Linked DNA regions of Anas platyrhynchos: region 1 is linked to region 2. A link is a contact called in public Hi-C data. All regions are on one chromosome and are shown on one strand. Each heading gives the region's core, a stretch centred on a gene start, on an enhancer-like site or on the middle of the called end of the contact. The rest is flanking DNA. Distances are from core to core; before and after follow the strand shown. Region 1 overlaps LOC101799835 (probable acyl-CoA dehydrogenase 6). Region 2 overlaps LOC101799835 (probable acyl-CoA dehydrogenase 6).

Region 1 (4,475 bases), core at 171-2,670, 38 kb before region 2:
TACATTGATTTTTTTATCTAGAGAGAAGGATATTTTTTGTTGTTTTAAACCCTCTAAAAACTTCAAAGAAAGAAATATTAATTAAGTCAGTTCAGGCAGCTTGGTTTTATCTGGGACTTTCGCTGTTTCATTCAGGGCTATAAACAAAGTGATCAGTGTGGTGTTTTAAGTGCTCAGGAGTGTGTGGGCTTAGTAGTGAGTTCTCACCAGTTCTGATTGACTTTTCTGTCCTACATTATTATTTTTTTAATCATTTTTTATCCTCTCCAGAGGAATTGTGCCACATTATACCTCTGTTGAATGAAGAACGAGATGTAGATGAGCATTCAAAACCACCCAGGTGTGATTGTTGCCCTCACCATCTCCCTGCAGCACCTGAGAGCAGTGTGTAGGTGTTGTCTGTGGCTTTGGGACTGCATAGGTACAGCAGATGGGTAGCATGGACTCTGCTTCTCCTGCATCACCCCTGCAAGAAGTGGTGTCCCATTCCCTAGCATTGTGCTGAAATTTGCTGTAAGTGCCAGAATTTAACTCAGTAACATTTCCCAGGAACTGAGGGGTTGGCAGTGCCTCAGGGCTGACCATGTCCTTGGCCTGCCAGCTACTTCTCAAACCTTTGATCGTGCAGCACAAGATATCCTCTAAGCTATCTTGTTTAAGTACGTGCTTAAATGCATTGTCTGGTCTCACTGCTTGGGTTCCTGAGGGACACGTTTGTGAACTAGTTGCACTTGGTGTAAGGTATTCACACTTTAGCTGTTTTTCCTACCATAATCTATAACGTCCAAGGAAAACAATAACAAATGTTTCCTGCAAACTGTAATCCAATATAAAGAGGACAGTGATAAGATATGATAAGCTGATAGCTATTCTTCTCAGAAGCCTGAATAACAGCAAAAGGAAATGATTTGATTTGTTGTTGAGTTTGTCACATTTTATTTTTGGTGCACATCACAGGACAAAAAACAAATATAAGCAAATGTGCTTTTTTGAAACTTTTTTCTTGTTTTTGTTTGTTTGTTTGATAGTTTAAGTCCTGCTTAGGACAGATGCTGTATATATGTTAAGCCAGAAGCTCAGTGTAATAGTATTAGCAGGTTGTGCTTATCTGGTCTCCTACTTATTTTACAAGAGAGTGATCTCTAAATGGAAATACACACAGCAAACTTTCAGGGCAAACTGGATCAAGTGTCATTGCAACCCCCCCACCCCCCAGGGGACTGGTGCACAATAAAAACTAAAGATGGGAAAATATCATAATCCCAGGACTCGGCGGAACAATATAAATGTTTAAGGGGTGAAAGGAACACTGAGCAGGACTTCTGGGTTATGTGTGCAGGGCAGGACAGAGTTTATTACAGCCTTGCCCCTGCCTCGTGGTGCCTGTGAAATCTGAGTAGCTATTTCAGTTATTTTGCAGCTGACTTCGTTGGAGACCTTGGGAGGAGACTCATCAGAAGTTTATTGGGGCAGAGGTTGAGGAGTGGGCAGGGATAAATGGTTGTTGGGACAAAACAAAGGGAAGAGGCCACAAGAGGGTGTGAAGATTTGTTTAACATGTTTTTTATTATTTTTATTCTAGGCACATTTGGTTTTATGTTGCTGTTTCAAAGCCACAGTCATCCAGAGGCAATGCAGCTTCACCGTGTTTGAAAAACAGAAAAGTGTTTATTGATTTAAAAAATGAAAAATAAGGCTGAATTAAAACTTTTATTTTAAATTTTCCAGCTGTCCACTCAAGAAACCCTTGAGATATCTTCTTTTTTTTTCTTTCTTTTTTTTTCTTTTCAGTAACATAAAAGAACAGTTTTCAAATGTGTAGAATTGCTAAAAAGTGTCTGCTTAAGTGCTGGAGTTGTTGGCCAACTGGGAAGGACACAGGGATTAGGGAAACGTTCTTACAAACACCGGGATTGTTTCTGCCCTTCCCTGGGGTTAGCTATTTTGCAGAGGTTATTATCTTGCAATGTTTTCTGCTTTTGTTGCTAATGTCTCTTCTGTGTTGTCTCTCCAGCAGATACATGGGAGACTAGTTAGGAAAGACAGTACTTCTTGCTGGACAGAAATATTGGCTGGAGGCTGTGCTTGGCTGGTACCTTTCTGCCTTTCTTCCAGCCTAGAAGAGCTGCTTCTGAAGAAGTCTCATTAGAGACTCTCTAATGAGACTTCTTCAGAGAAAATTGATTAGAGACTTTAGAAGTCTCTAAACAATAACTATTGTTTCCAGTAAGACCACAAAGCTGCTCTGTGGTCTTGTCTGAGCTGGGAAATGTCTCCAGAGCTGGGAAGCAGCAGCCGCGATGACGAAGGAGAAGGACAGGGGTTTTCCCTGGGACGCTGCTGTGAGCACAGCCATGCACTGCCCAGCACATCTTTTGCATGGCTCTGCTAGGTGGAGGTCAAGTAGAAAACCTTCCTGGTAGGGTGACAGCTGGTAGGGCGGTGGGACAGCAGGGAACTGAACCAACAAGGTACGTGGGCTTTCTGGTTTCAGTGACCATTTAAGGGCTTTTTCTCCTTAGTGTTCCTAACCACTACTTCTGTTTGTGTCAGAGCTCATGTTACATGTTGTCTAATGGAAACAAACCCAGAACTGTAGGAAAACACCTTGGACAGCATACAAGAAAATTGTTTCAGAGCCTATTGCAGATGTCTTTCAAGTTCCTTCATGGTGGACTAGATGAACTGTTGTCAGCTGACAGTGCATCAATATTCATTTCAGTGCCAGTGATGGAAGACATGTTTTTGGTAGAACTTTTTTGGCATGGGACCTTTGAAACACTATGACCTGTCTATGTGCACTTTCTTTTGGCATGTGAAGCCAGCAGAAAATGTGCACTCCCCCAAAACCTCCAGCTTTTACATATTCACTTTGCTTGCTTCATCTGAACAGGGAAACAAAGGGCAGAATTAATGGAAAATTTCCTTGAGTGAGTATAACAGGGGCAGATAATTGATTTTTTTTTATATAGCATCATTAAATGGTTTAAAAATCTCTGAAGGTGACTTTAGTCAGAATTTTTTCTGCTCCCTAGTCAGAGGAAATGAATGAGGCTGTTACTTTCACCCTCCCTTTATCATTCAAGAGCTGGGGTCCTTTGGTGGAGTGGAAGTTCCGTGAGTAATAAGACTACTGGAAAGAATTAGTGTTTTTTTCTTTTTTTTTCCCCCTTTTTATATGATGAATAACCAGTGAAACTCATCCCACAGAATCACAGAGAGCAAAGTTTAATAGGAATCCAGAAGCTATTACACACTTTATAGGTGGCGAGACCATCCATGGCTACCTTATTGTATTTCAGTTGTATTTCTCATCATCAGCTCCTCACTCAGCTGGTGCCAGCACTGTTTCATAGCTTCCTACACTCTTTGTCTACTGGGCAGACCAGAGCTTTGGTCCCAGCAGCAGTATTGTAGTCTTATGCCAGAGATCTGGACTTTATCTCACAATGTTACTTGGCTGAGATGCAAGGTGCATCCCTGATGCTTTGCTTGGACAGCATGGGTATCGCTGTGTGGCTGGGGAGGAAGGTGCATGGGGGAAGGTGAAGGGCATGTTGGCACCAAGCTGGTCCAGAGCCTCTGGGAAGTCAGGTCATCCACCAGATTGTGGTGTGGTCAGGGCTCTTGTGGAAAGAGAAATAGCTTCTGGGGAACTGCTAGAAGGATGAGAGCCATTCCAGCCTCAGTTTTGCCAGGAATGAAAAGTTCAGGTACTTAAAGTACTACCAATAATCAGTGGATGTTCCAGCTTCTCAGAATCATCCCTCAGGCCAAGATTAATTTTTGTGCTTCCCTCCTTTTTCTTATATTTGGATTACTATGATCATATTTTTGACAGGTCATTGCCATTCACGTGTTTTCTAAATCCTACCAGCAGTTTTCAGTCACCTCTGGCTATTTGTGTTTTTCCATTGAGTCTCTTCTCTCTTTCTTGCTGTGTTTTACCCTCTTAAGAGGACTCAGGTGGGTCCATGTGTTACTTCTCTAACAATTGCAATTTGCTATTTCTCCTTTTTTAACTTCCTTTGGTAGGAGTAAGGGTAATTTTCTTTTTTGTTCATGATAAACTGATGAATTTCTGGGCATAAGTGGAGGAAAAAAGTTTTTTTTTTTTTTTTTTTTTATGATCAGATATTCTTGGCATTGCTAAAAATGTTAAGGTCCTGAAGGCTGAGGAAATTGAATCTTTTTTTTCTCATCTACTTGGTATGGATTTACTCTGCAAAGCCAGTGCCATTTCAGAGAAATTTAGACAGATGGACTTTGCTTCATCAGGAAAGCTTATTAAAGATTAAATTGCATATTTTCTCCTCAAGCTAGTAACGCGCTGTGTTTCTTTTACCTGTTCTTTTGTTTGTTCTTGCTCAGTAACCTTTTCAGAAGTTTTATTTTGGAAGATAAATAGAATATCTTACTCATTCAGCATTCTAATAGGGATTTGCTTTCCAGGTCTCTCTTCTCATAGCCGAGCA
Region 2 (4,643 bases), core at 930-3,429:
TGTTTGGATGTAGTGTTCCAGATAATAAGTAACATAAATATTATTTCAGTTGCATGTTGCTTATCATCTAGCTTAATTGGCATGAAACACTTGGATTAATACAGTTAAAGAAAAATTTGGAATGGACTAGGATTTATATGATGAACCCAGACTGTCAGTGCCACAGTGATACAGACAGCAGGATGAAAATATTATGCTTTTTAGCTGTCATAGAACATCTGATCATTGGTACAAATCCAGAAACCAGCATGCACTGCTTCTAAAGTGCCACTAAAGGGGCCATTTAGGTCTGAGGAGCGCTAGCTTATCTTCTCACTAGCACTGCTTTGCATGTCTCAAGGATCATCATCTCCAGGTAGGCCTAGCTTTAAACTAGACTTTAAACTAGAAATATTTTAAGATGCAGCAGTAATTCTTATTACTTGTGCCTAAGTGCTTGTACTTGCCATGTTGACTTTGAAAACTCATAATCGTTCCTTTCTTTCTGCCTGATACCTCAGTTGTCTGTGTTGGTGAAGTCTCCCAGGTTTGTGATACCAGCAAATTTTGTTGGTATATTCCTGCTCTTCTTCTAAAGATCATTAAAGGAATATGCAATAGGTTTCATCCAAAGGCTGATATCCAAGGTCCAGTAATGCCCTCCCTGCACGTCAGCACTTCCTCCTTTAATGCAACCTGATGTAATTTCCCCTTTGCCTATTTCCTTACCTACATTTCCACTTTTGTCCTAATTTTCAGCTTTACATAAAATCTAACTCATAGTTGCCTAATAACATAATATTTTAGTTTGCTTGGGTCCAACAGGACCTATTTTCTTTTCAAATTTTCTCTAGAAAATCCACTTTCAAAATAATTGTCTCAGGTTGGTTTGAAATAAGGTATCACCTGTAAATTGAATTCTTTTTTGTTTCCAAATGTATTCTGAGACTGTGAAGATTACTATGACCAACAACATCTGTTTTCACTAATTTTAATTTTGTACTGTCCTTCCTGTAGATGTCTTCCTTTATCAGCTATATTGGAAATCTTTTTTGTAATTGCATGTGAAATATTTCTTTAGTTTTGAGGCATCCTCAACATGCCTTATGCTATTTCTCATTCTCTTTTTCTTTCTGTAGCTGAAACTTCTTTGTTTACTGCCTTAATCTTTTTGGATTTTGTTGTTTTTCATCCGCAAGATTTATCTCAGTTTGACCTATGGCAGTTCTTACCTTCTGACCTCCAAACTGTAGCTTACTTTGATGATTAATCTCCTTACTTCCCTGTTTTTTGAAGCAATTATTCATTCAGTTAGACTTGAAGCTATTTTGTGCATTTTTTTTTCCTTTTTTTTTTCTGTGCTGATGATGTAAATTCCAGATATATGTTTTAATTTTTGACATAAAGGATATGTGTTGCCTGTCTGTGATCACAAGTTTGACCTTCAGAGTTGAAGCCAACCTTGCCTTTTGTCAAATCTATTTAGATGCATGGCTAGAGTCAACAGCACACTGGAGAAGAAAACTTGATTCTCAAATATGGTATGATTTGAATGGTGAAAAACCAGCTCTGGTTGTTTATTTGGCACTAGCTGCTTCAGATGCCTTTCAATGATGTCAAGTACCTCGTTGTCTTTCCTAGAAGGGACCTCCACAGCATACTTTGTAAGCTGTTGAGATATAGACACCACAAGACCAGTACGTGGGCCTTCCAAAAATGAATTACAAAGCACCCACTCTGGGAAATGTAGCCTCTTTCTGGGGCCATGCTCTATCAGGGAGAATAATTATAGTCAAATATGACAAAGGATCTTAACAGCTGTATCACTGAGACTGAGTCCACTTGACTTTAGTAAATTGTTAAATAAATTTTCAAAGCCTGTCATATTTTATATTTAAAACTTACTTATTAGCTTGGTCGTCTTTCCTTAATTAAGGTTGAAGATACTAACTTCTTCATAAGTTGATTTTAAATATCCATTTTTCAAGTACTTGAAGCAAACTGTCAACCATCACACTTGAGAATACTTGAACATTCCCATTAGTAAGGCATTTGTTCTTTAATCTGTATTTGGGAAGTTAGTCTCTTGTGACGCCATGCTTGCAAATACTGTTTATATTTGTGATTGCATTGTAGTACTCTGCGTTCTTCTGCAGACCTTCCAGGCGACCTCAATTTAATCTTTTTAGTAGCTGTACCATAACAAAGGGATGTGTGATGTAAATCACTATGTGTGCTACTATCCTTTTACGCTAGTCGTGCAATGTTTCTTATTCCTGCTCTTTTGTGTCCTTCGCATATTGTTTAGTCTCCATGTATATGACTGTCCAGAGTCTGTGTCATGTATTAACAGCATCAGTAGTTTGGATTCCTTCACTTTATTGACCTTCATTATTATTCAGATTCCATGTCAAGTCCTTTGGACAGATTTGGCATAGTCCTTTCATTAAATGAATAGCGAGATTGCTGCTGGTTTTATTCACATTGGTACTATCTCTCACTGTTCATCATTACACTCTTGTAAGTTCATTTATCTATAGCTGTATCTGCAAATTCCTTCTCTTACACTATCACACAATTTTCTCCCACCATTTTTCCCATTTCTTCACTAACAAATCTTTCAGCCATGCTGACCTCACCCACAGGTAGCCATTAAGTTTATCCTGCAAATGAAGGTGGGTTCAGAGAGGCATGGTTTTGATTTGTTTTGAGTTTACAGCCTTTGGGAAGAAGGTTCATGTGCAGATTGAGGTGGGTGTATATGAAGGTGACTTAATTTTGGTTGCCCACTCCACTTTGTGTCTGACTTCTACCCTTCAAGTCTGCTGCCTCCCTCAGTAGGTGGGCTGTTGTGCACTTTACAGTCTCATTAGATTTGTAAGTTCTGTTGGGGGTGTGCTTGGGTTCTTTCATACCATCACCAACTTAAAGCTAGATATCTGTTGGAGAGCCTTCTTAGCTGGGGTTTCAGTGGAAGAAATTCAATTTCAGGGGAGAAAAGCCAGCTCTTTGGAAATTCTGCTGGAGTGTAAGTACTAACTAATGATTCACTCCTGCTGTCTGATGCATCCAGGGCAGCTTGCAGTGATGTGAACACTTATGAATGAAAATAGCATTTTTTTTTTATGCCATGGAGTAGAAGTAGCAGGTGTTTAGAACTCCATGTACAGACAACCTTAAGATTTAAACTTTGCCTTCTAAAAGCTTACTATCTTTGAATTTATTACGCCATTCTGACCTACAGCATGCAGGAAGTGCATGTATATATATCCTTATGCATACACAGATATTGAGGCTTGTGATTGTTTAAGTTGGGTCTCTGAAATTAATGGCCTTCTCAGTGACTAACGTACACAGTGACAGAAATGCGTAATAGATCACCTCAGACTGAAATATTTCTGGCCTGAGTTTTTGGCGACCAAATTTACTTAGAGAGCTTTCTGCTTTCATCCACTGGGATGAAGACTCCACCTAAAGGAGGGTGAGAGAAATGATCTGCTTTCCTTGGCTTGTCTTCAAAGAGAGTTGTCCAGGTGAGTCTGCCTTTTCCAGCCTGGAAGGCTTAGAGGTCTTGGAGGGCATGAAGTGAAGGGTGTGTTGACTGTCTGAGAGTAAGGGAGTGACTCAGCCAGTCATGCAGGGACCAGCTTATCCTTCCTTCACAAGAATAACCCTTCATTTCCTATGTTTTGAAATAGATATCAAGACAACAGCTGTGAAGAAAGGCGATGAATATGTCATAAATGGTGGTAAGATGTGGACAACATCTGGGTGCCAAGCAGACTGGATGTGCCTGCTGGCAAACACGAGTGAAGGACCTCCTCATCGAAATAAATCTCTCATATGTCTGCCAATGAATCTACATGGTAATAACAAAGAACTTTTTTTTCTTCTAATTCAGTTTTGTTGGTGTTTTTCTGTGTGCATGATACAAGAAGGTAAAGTGTTTAAAATAAAGGACTATACCCATAAATGCTCTTCTGAATTAAATGTTTCATTGGCATACAGAGTTGATTCTGAAATGCGTTGTACAAACTTCCATGAAAAAAAAAGTAGGGGAAAAAAGCAAATGAGAAGGAAATTGAACATTTCAGACTTGACAATCGCCAGACTTTTCAATTTTCTGCTATTGAAATTTAATTTTGAATAGCTTTAACACCTTTTAAAGATTTTAAACCTTTTTGGCTTCCAACATTCTTGAAAAACACAAAATAAATGAGGGTAACCCTATCTGCATTAAATAAGCGAGTTTTCTAATTTCTAGCAAATAATCTTTCTCTTTTAAGAAGATCTATCGATTCTAAGGAAGTTCTAATATTTAAAGTGTCATGATAACTATGATGATGGGTGACAAGGAAATATTAAAACCTATGGCATTTTTGTTCATTCAATTTGGGGTATATGTTGCATGAAATACATGTCGTTATCAGCATTTAATATGTAGGGAAGTCACCATGGCAGTCAAGTGAATGTCTATATTCTTTACTTCAGGGATCAGACTGAGAACAAAATCTCAGGTCTCCAGTGTTGCAAAAGAGTGATGAGAGCACCTTAGAACTTCTTACAAGTGAATTTGAATGTGGAGTAAGTCAAGGAAGGAAGCAAGTTGCTTTGGGAATTAAGCTAGTGGGTTGTGAGGTTCTAAACAACTGCTCATGCAAAAC

The links. A called contact is a pair of places that touch in the nucleus more often than the background predicts.
Region 1: a contact with region 2 is called in a Hi-C map of F5 follicle, with 2.0 times the contacts expected there. The contact joins two enhancer-like sites. A contact is called at or near these places in 2 of 8 Hi-C or Micro-C datasets (F5 follicle and small yellow follicle).

What each region holds. Positions count from the first base shown.
Region 1 is chr2:134,492,471-134,496,945 of IASCAAS_PekinDuck_T2T, reverse strand. The region is part of intron 2 of LOC101799835 (probable acyl-CoA dehydrogenase 6); the gene reads left to right. Among named protein-coding and RNA genes, the nearest start is that of TFPI2, 33 kb to the left of the region's middle. Within about 2 kb of position 1,420, at least 5 of the 8 cell types and tissues checked have an H3K27ac peak or open chromatin away from gene starts, as enhancers often do. A contact at or near this core is called in F5 follicle and small yellow follicle, where this site is marked.
Region 2 is chr2:134,455,032-134,459,674 of IASCAAS_PekinDuck_T2T, reverse strand. LOC101799835 (probable acyl-CoA dehydrogenase 6) reads left to right here. Exons shown (of 9, transcript XM_027450794.3): 5 at 3,678-3,845. Among named protein-coding and RNA genes, the nearest start is that of BET1, 29 kb to the right of the region's middle. Within about 2 kb of position 2,179, at least 5 of the 8 cell types and tissues checked have an H3K27ac peak or open chromatin away from gene starts, as enhancers often do. A contact at or near this core is called in F5 follicle and small yellow follicle, where this site is marked.